Linked DNA regions of Mus musculus: region 2 is linked to region 1. The links are chromatin contacts, called in public Hi-C maps. All regions are on one chromosome and are shown on one strand. Each heading gives the region's core, a stretch centred on a gene start, on an enhancer-like site or on the middle of the called end of the contact. The rest is flanking DNA. Distances are from core to core; before and after follow the strand shown.

The links. A called contact is a pair of places that touch in the nucleus more often than the background predicts.
Region 2: a contact with region 1 is called in a Hi-C map of the Ba/F3 cell line, with 2.7 times the contacts expected there. The contact joins two enhancer-like sites. A contact is called at or near these places in 3 of 15 datasets of contacts at CTCF or cohesin (CD8 T cells, large pre-B cells and pro-B cells), 15 of 484 Hi-C or Micro-C datasets (the 63-12 cell line, the Ba/F3 cell line, the HL-1 cell line and 11 more) and 6 of 115 datasets of contacts at active chromatin or transcription factors (the 230-238 cell line, CD8 T cells, bone marrow-derived dendritic cells and 2 more).

The regions. Positions count from the first base shown.
Region 1 is chr12:12,436,004-12,439,458 of GRCm38.p6, reverse strand. All of the region lies in intron 1 of Gm34489 (a long non-coding RNA gene), which reads right to left. Among named protein-coding and RNA genes, the nearest start is that of Gm34489, 17 kb to the right of the region's middle. Within about 2 kb of position 1,773, at least 3 of the 459 cell types and tissues checked have an H3K27ac peak or open chromatin away from gene starts, as enhancers often do. A contact at or near this core is called in the Ba/F3 cell line, where this site is marked.
Region 2 is chr12:12,546,166-12,550,090 of GRCm38.p6, reverse strand. No RefSeq gene overlaps it. Among named protein-coding and RNA genes, the nearest start is that of Gm34637, 120 kb to the left of the region's middle. Within about 2 kb of position 2,375, at least 35 of the 459 cell types and tissues checked have an H3K27ac peak or open chromatin away from gene starts, as enhancers often do. A contact at or near this core is called in the Ba/F3 cell line, where this site is marked.

The sequences.
Region 1 (3,455 bases), core at 524-3,023:
AAAATCTCCTGGTTACTGACTCCTCATATTAGACTGCTTTCCTTTTTCAAATTGCTGTGTGGTTTTGTTATACTGATTGAATCCAGACTCAAAACATCCAGCAGCTGTACTGGGTGGACAGAACTTAATCAAGACAAACATGAAGGGGGAAGATGTACTAAAGACAGAATTAAAGCACTTAGATTCACATTTTCCATATTCATTATGTTTGGATCTTAAATACACCCTTGAAAGGCTATATGTTAAAGGCTTGGTCACCAGCTGGTGGCATTGCTGGGAAGTTGTAGACATTCAGGAGTTGAAGGCTGGTGAGAAATGGTAGATTGTTTGGGAAACATTAGGACCCTGGACCCTTGCTCTTTCTTATTTTGCTTCTTGCAGTTTCTTTGATCGCACACTCTAAGCCTGGGCCCAAAGGAACAGAACCAATCAACCACACACAGAACCTTCTGAAACCCTGAGCAAAAACAAACCGCTCTTCTGTAAAAGCAGTTTATTTGGCTGTGATCTTACAGTAATGGAAAACTGACACATTTATATTATTTTCAAGGGTAATATAGTAGTAGTAATAAACTAGTAATAATTACACATGATCTAATTATAGATCCCTTGGTGTGGAAACTGTGTCTGATTCTTTCACATGGCTTATAACATTATAGTAGGTAGTGGATGAGAGAAGAGATGCTACCCAACAATGGCCAGCCAATCTACTTAACAACAGCTGAGAGCTGAAGAGAAAGACCAGTTCTCCCTGCAGGACTTTGGCAGTAATGATATATTAACTTAAAAAAAATAGTGACAGTACTAGAAAAAAACATTAAGCAAATGGTATGAATGAACAGTATATGAATGGCATATAGCTAAGGGATTTCAAAACCTGTATAAGGTAGGTATTATGCCTGACACATGGAAGGGGTTCTATAATTTGTCTAATTATTCACACAACTAACAAGTGGCCTAAGCCAGTCTGTCTACACCATTACCACCCTTGACCACAACAAACAAGTCACAATAAAAACTCCTTCCAATGCTCTAGAGAAAGGGTCGATAGTGGACTTTACATGTTTCTACAGAGATAGTTTCTTTATAAATCAAATGCCTTTCACTGAGAGTCAGGAGGAAAGGTTTCCTGATTGACTTATTGAGTACCGAACTGTTCTGGGTACTTACTGACAAATTCTCTATCACTGGGGTCCTGCCTCTGCAGGGTACTTATCTCTTTTATATCCTCAAGTGGTTGTGGTTTCAAATATCTGTAAGGAGAGTTAGAATTTATTGGTAAGATTCTTGCTGGGGACCCCCAAAATAACTTCTCATTCTTTTGAAGATCTCTTTTGATTCTTGGCCATGAGATGTCATTGAAAAGTCAGTCTGGCTCTCTTCTAAGTTTTCTATGTTGAAGTACTTTTTATTCCGGAGATTTTAGAATCTAGCAACAATAGAACCCCTCTTGAGCTTTAAATTGACTTGACCCAGAAGGTGCTTAATGGAGTCTTCCACATGGAATGCTTCATTGCTCCAGTCTTTTTCTCCAAGACTCTACTCAAATAGGATGTCCATTCTTAGATGTCTCCAGTCTCTCAGTAGAGCAACAGTTCTCTGGTCTCCTCTCCTTGCCCAAGATTTCTGTCATAACTTTACATGATTCCCTGGGACTTAGGAGGCAGAAGTTGCTTCATACTCATATCCATTTGTCACAGCCTAATGTTATGACGAGGGGTTAGTAGGTGCTCAATGAGCGTGTATTATGGAAGTGAAAAACTAAACAGTGACTATATCATGATCTTCCCTAGTGTATATGCTATCTAAATGACTAGGACAAATCATATCACTCCTTTCTACTTATTGAGTCGTCATTTAAAATGAGTCAGTATGGTTAGATGATGTCAGAGAGCCTTCAATTTCTGGGATCTTGTGCGTATATGAGTCAGTAAACATTTCCTATATGCTGACTCTGAGTTTGCCTATGAAATCTTTAAACAGTCGAGACATTTATTATAGTACTAAATGTTAAATAATGACCTTGACACCAAAGTTCTCAGAAAACTCCTATTCATCTCACTTCTAGAGACTACTGGCTCCAAATGCTAATGAAATACTCTGGCTATGGGCGAGAGTCTACTGTACAGTAAGAACACAGCCACATTACCCAAGCAACCTTTTAGCCTTCCTGTCTCATCTGTCACAGCTTTGGAAGTTTTGATACCAACTTACAAATCTGAGCCCAGCATTTACTTGGCTCATATGACAGTGTGAGGAAGACCTACTACACTTGTCTTTTCCATTCTCATTGCTTAGTATAGTAAGGGACCAGATGCTATCTTGCTGCCTTTGTTTGAGTTGTTCTAAGAAACATCTGCCCATAATATCTATCGGAAATGTTCTCTTCTCCCCACTTCTATCCTGAGCTGAAGAGACCAGAAAAGCAAAGTTGAGTTTTTCCTAAGAAATGTACATTGAAGCATTAGCACACAAGGCCAAACTTGGAATTTATGAGAAAATGCAATTGGATGGAAGGTTAAGCTCACAGGGACATATGCTCTCATACCCAGGGCAAGCAGCCCAGACCCCCTTAAGTCCTGGGACCTTGGGCACCATTAGAGTATTATCACTGGAGGTTTTCCATTTATCAGAAAAGATTGCCATTATGGAGACCAGTTATTGCATTATTTTATTTTAGCTTCACGGAACTGTGAAATCATCCATTTCTGGGAAGCATGATCTTTGTGTTCAATCAAGAAGGAAGTTAAATGTATAGTTCATATTACAGTCCTATTAGCCAAGACAGGATGCTTTCCTGTTGAGTTAGAACCCATGGAACAACCCCTCTCATCCTTCTTTCTGATGCCAGGCATTGTGCAATTACCAGCTGTTGGATGACCAATGCCAAGGGAAGCAATGCCCCCAACTGGCCATGCAAAAGAAGCAAGATGAAAATAATGGCAAAATTAGAGTTTATTTACTGGTATCTTATTCTTGGTGAAGAAATAGCTCATAGACATTTAGAAGACAACTTAATGCTGCAAAAAAGGAACCATAACTCAAATGAATATTCTTTTCCATGTGATGTGGTACATGTGAGCCTGAGACAGATTGTATTCTAAAATACTTGTATGTGTGTGTGTGTGTGTGTGTGTGTGTGTGTGTGTGTGTGTGTGGCACAGCAGGGAGAGAGTCAGTGCTACTATTGGAGCTAAACCCTGACATGTGCACTTATCAACTAATCTGTCTAGTACATTTGGGTTGCCAGTGAGGTATAGGCTCAGAAAGGGCGATAACCACATCTTACTTATTTTATGATGACTCAATCAAGATGGTGTGTATATAATGCTGAGTATCAGGGATTCAATAAATGTCCTGTTCCTCTTTGAACAGAGCTATTTAATTTTAATACTATTATCATAATTACAAAATGTACTCATTACTTGATAAAAATTTAAACAATGCAGCAAATT
Region 2 (3,925 bases), core at 1,126-3,625, 110 kb before region 1:
TTTGCTGCAGCTAAGCATCTTTCATCTTGAAGTCCAAATGGTTTTATGCAGAGAAGCACACACTCTTTTGGTGACCTCTGCCTCCTCTGAGGACACATACCTCAGTGAACCAGGAACCTGGGCTGAATGTTGTTCGCGTCCAAGGGACATTCCCTGTGATTATCCAGAACACCTTTTTCATTTCTCAGACACCTCTGCCATGTCTTTCATCTTAGGAGAAGAGACTCTGATTGGACCTGTCAGCATCTCTAAGGAGACCACTTGAGAGTCATTTGAAGAATTCCCAGGCAGAGCCACATCTCTGAGCCTCTGGAAAGGCCTCAGTGACGTGGTAGCTCCCAGCTGTGTCTTGCCCCAGCCTCAAGCTTTTGAAAGGCAAACAGCTTGCTTCCCATGGGATTGTCAATGGGATGGTTCTTCTGCTCTTATCATCATGGTAGAGAATGCCAGAGCCAGTCAGTAATGAGATAGGGCATTCTTTTTCATGATGTCACCATCTTAATATTAGAAGTATGTGATATATGAAAAGTAATTTCAAGTCATCATTGTTTTCTGGGCTCCTTTATGAACGATGACTCAGAAAAGCTTGCAACCCTGGACTTCATGCACAGCTTGCAGAGACCTCAGTCAATCATAGCCTCTCCCTTCCCTAGAAGTTGTGAACTGCATTCAGAAGTTTGGGGGAGAAGTTGTGTACGTCTTGTGATTTTTCAAGCTCTTTCTGGGCTTTTGTTTCATTTACTTCCTGGGCCTTGTGCATTTCACTTACTACCTGAGTCTTCTACTACAAAGTGCTCAGTCTTCCCTGCCTTATACTGACTCCTGAAATGGACCAGCCAAACAGAAATTATGGTTTCTAACTCTTGCAGGTGAAGAAACGAGGTTCATGGAGGTTCAGGGCTCTCCAAAGACTATTGTCAGAGGAGCCTGGGTTAAGGTGTAGCTCTGTTTTCTTTTGAATCTTGCTTCTGAAAGAAGTCAACCTGCTGCTCAACAAGCAAAAAGATAGTTTGATGAGAAAGAAATATGGGAAGTTGCTGATATCAGAAAGCCAGGACAGGGGGAAAGAGGCCAATTTGCCCAGGCTGATGTTTGAGTTAAAAGGTTCTGGTTGGTATGCGGTACAGTTAAACTGGCACCAATTAGAGTCAAGTGTAATGAAAAATAAACACAGCTGAACTGTTAGGCTTGCTGCTACGGCCCAGCACCTGTCAGCACTTCTATTATACATTGAGGGTTTTCAAGGAATTATAAGGGCTGTAAAAATGTGTGCTATGGTGGAACTTGACAGGAAAAAAAAAGTTTCCATTTAAATAGCTTTTCAAATGTATTTTCTAAAGTTTCCAAAAAATTGGTTTGGAACTTGAGTCATGAAGTTCACAACCATTTAAATAGCCCAACACCCTTCAGCTGCTGGCTGGAGTGACAAAGCACTTTAGAGCCCTGGGGGGGCTCTGCCTCACTTTCTTTCCTCTTCCTGTGGACCCCACAAGAGTGGCATTAGATAGCATATGGCAGGGGGCTTAGAGGAGAATGGGGAAGTCTAGAAATGATCAGGACCACAGACACTGCTGAGAATTCTAGCCCTGAAGATAGAAAATCTCAGGGTACATGAGTGTCTTCCTTTCTTTTTCCTGGCATGTACACTGTCTAATTATTTTGTCCTTTAGTTACAATGAATAGGAATGGAAGTTATAATCTGTTATGAATCCGTTTAAGGGCTATGCAATTGAATGAACGAGTGTAGTTTTCCCCTGTGAATCTGTTCCTTATATCCAGGGGACTCTGCAGGATAGAAATGTGAAGAACATGGTGTCTATTCACAAAAGCATCCAAAAGCAAGGATGGGCCAATGGGCATCCTGGCAAAAGATTGCATGTAAGGTATATGAGGTGAAGGCGGGACTCAGTGGGGGAAAGCAAACAGTCTGCTCTCATCTCAGAAGCTCCAGGTAATCATTCCTTCAGACATTGTATGTCAATGTGTGGCAACATTGGCATACACAATGCTCTTGTACAATGTGTGTTGTGTCTCCTCGGGAAATGTTTTATCATACAACATGTGACCTCAGTGCTTCATGTCACGGCTAATGTCATAGTAGACACTGAAATAATAATACTTTGGCATAAGCCCGACAGAGGCAGTGTGTCTAAGCATGGGTTAGTGGCTCTTGACTGGATTTTTGTGTAGGGCTACACTTATGAGCCCCCTAACCCCCAATTCAGACTTCACTCAAAATTTGACTTTCTAGGAATTTCCTGGCTGGCTGTGGTCTTCATTTCGAGAAAAGTTCAATTTAGATTTCTCTGAAATGGCCACATGACCTCAAAGGATCAGAAAGGAAGTCATTCTTCTAACTTCCTCTCTTTTTCCCCCATACTAAACTGTTGGTTTGTGGTCACTGAGTACTAGTGTACATGCCAGACTCCATTCCAGAATTTAATCTAAAGTCATCTCACCTCCTTTTCACTGTGTGCCAGAGTCCTCCCACCTCAGGCATTTCCCCTATCCAACCATAGGACTGAATTCCAGGGTTGTGTCTGCCTTCAACCCATGGGCAGCTAAAGTGACAAAATTAGAATCTACTCCAGCCAAGTTTAAGCCTTTCTCACAGAAACACAACCCTCTGTGACAGTCTGAGATCTTCTAATCTCTTTAGAATCTCCCTTCTTTTCCTCCCGTTCAAATATCTTGAAATAATATTTTTTCTTCATTCTTACTGTAAGTGCTACAGGTCTGAGAGGAAAGGTTTCCCCAGTGCAAAGGTTACAGCTCAGAAGGGAAGGACTCCTGGCAGCCAGGAGTTAGGGAATACCACAAAGTCACACTGCACAACAAACTTCACGTAAGAGATTTATTGGGAAAACACCGGAGGTGGGCTGGCTCTGTTCAGGTGAGAAGAAGCAGAGAACTGAATGGAAGAGAGGCTTATGTAGGGTTTGGTGGGATGGGGGGTGATTCCAGGGGGGTGCAGAGTTTTCCAGGGTGGGAACTGGTGGGATTTCAAGTCCTGAGCTAGGGGCAAGTTCAGGGATTGGTGGGATTTTGAGTCGAGGAATTGACCGTGGGCTTTCTTACCAGATCCTTACGTGCCTCTTCTTCACTAGTTGGCTTTTGTTGCTGTTGTGAGAGAACAGTTAAGAAAAAAAGAACCAAGGAAGGAATCTTTATTTTGGTTCATGGTTTCGGAAATGTCTATCCATCATCTGCTGGCTTTGTGGCTTTGGGACCTGTGTATCCTGGTGAAGAGTGTTCAGTAGAGAACAGCTGCTTCCTTCACAGCAGCCAGGAAACAGAGAGACTGAGCGAGGAACTGAGATAAGATACACCCCCCCCCCCCACACACACACTGCCACACACACACACACACACACACACACACACACACGAACAAACTGAATGACCTACTTCCTCCATCAGATTTTGTCTTTAAAGGTTTTACCAGTTTCCTAACAATGCCAACAGATGGTGATCTCTCAGTTGATTCACAGATAACACCAGGTCCTTAGGAGTCAAACTCTCTCTCTCAATGACTGAAGCAGCTGGTGACCAAGTTTCTGCAGAACACATGAGGCTCTAGGGAGGACTTTCACTTCCAAATTGTGATGCCTCATTCCAGTAGATCTCTGAGTCACTTTCCCTTAGTGAATTTCAGTTGTTAAGGTCACCACTGATGTTCTTGGGTTCAAGTCCAGTGGATAGATTTTTTTTTGACTCTTCTATTAGACAGAAATATCAACACCAGGCTGTTTGAGGACTGAGTGCTTTCAAGCGTGGAAACTAAATGAACCTTCAGCAGATACTTCTCCTTTGATTCCTCATTCCCTTTTCATTGTAACTACTGCTGCAGCTGTACCGACGGTACTATTTTCAGGGTCTTCTACTGCACCTGACATTGACAACCATTGTTATCTTTTGGATGATT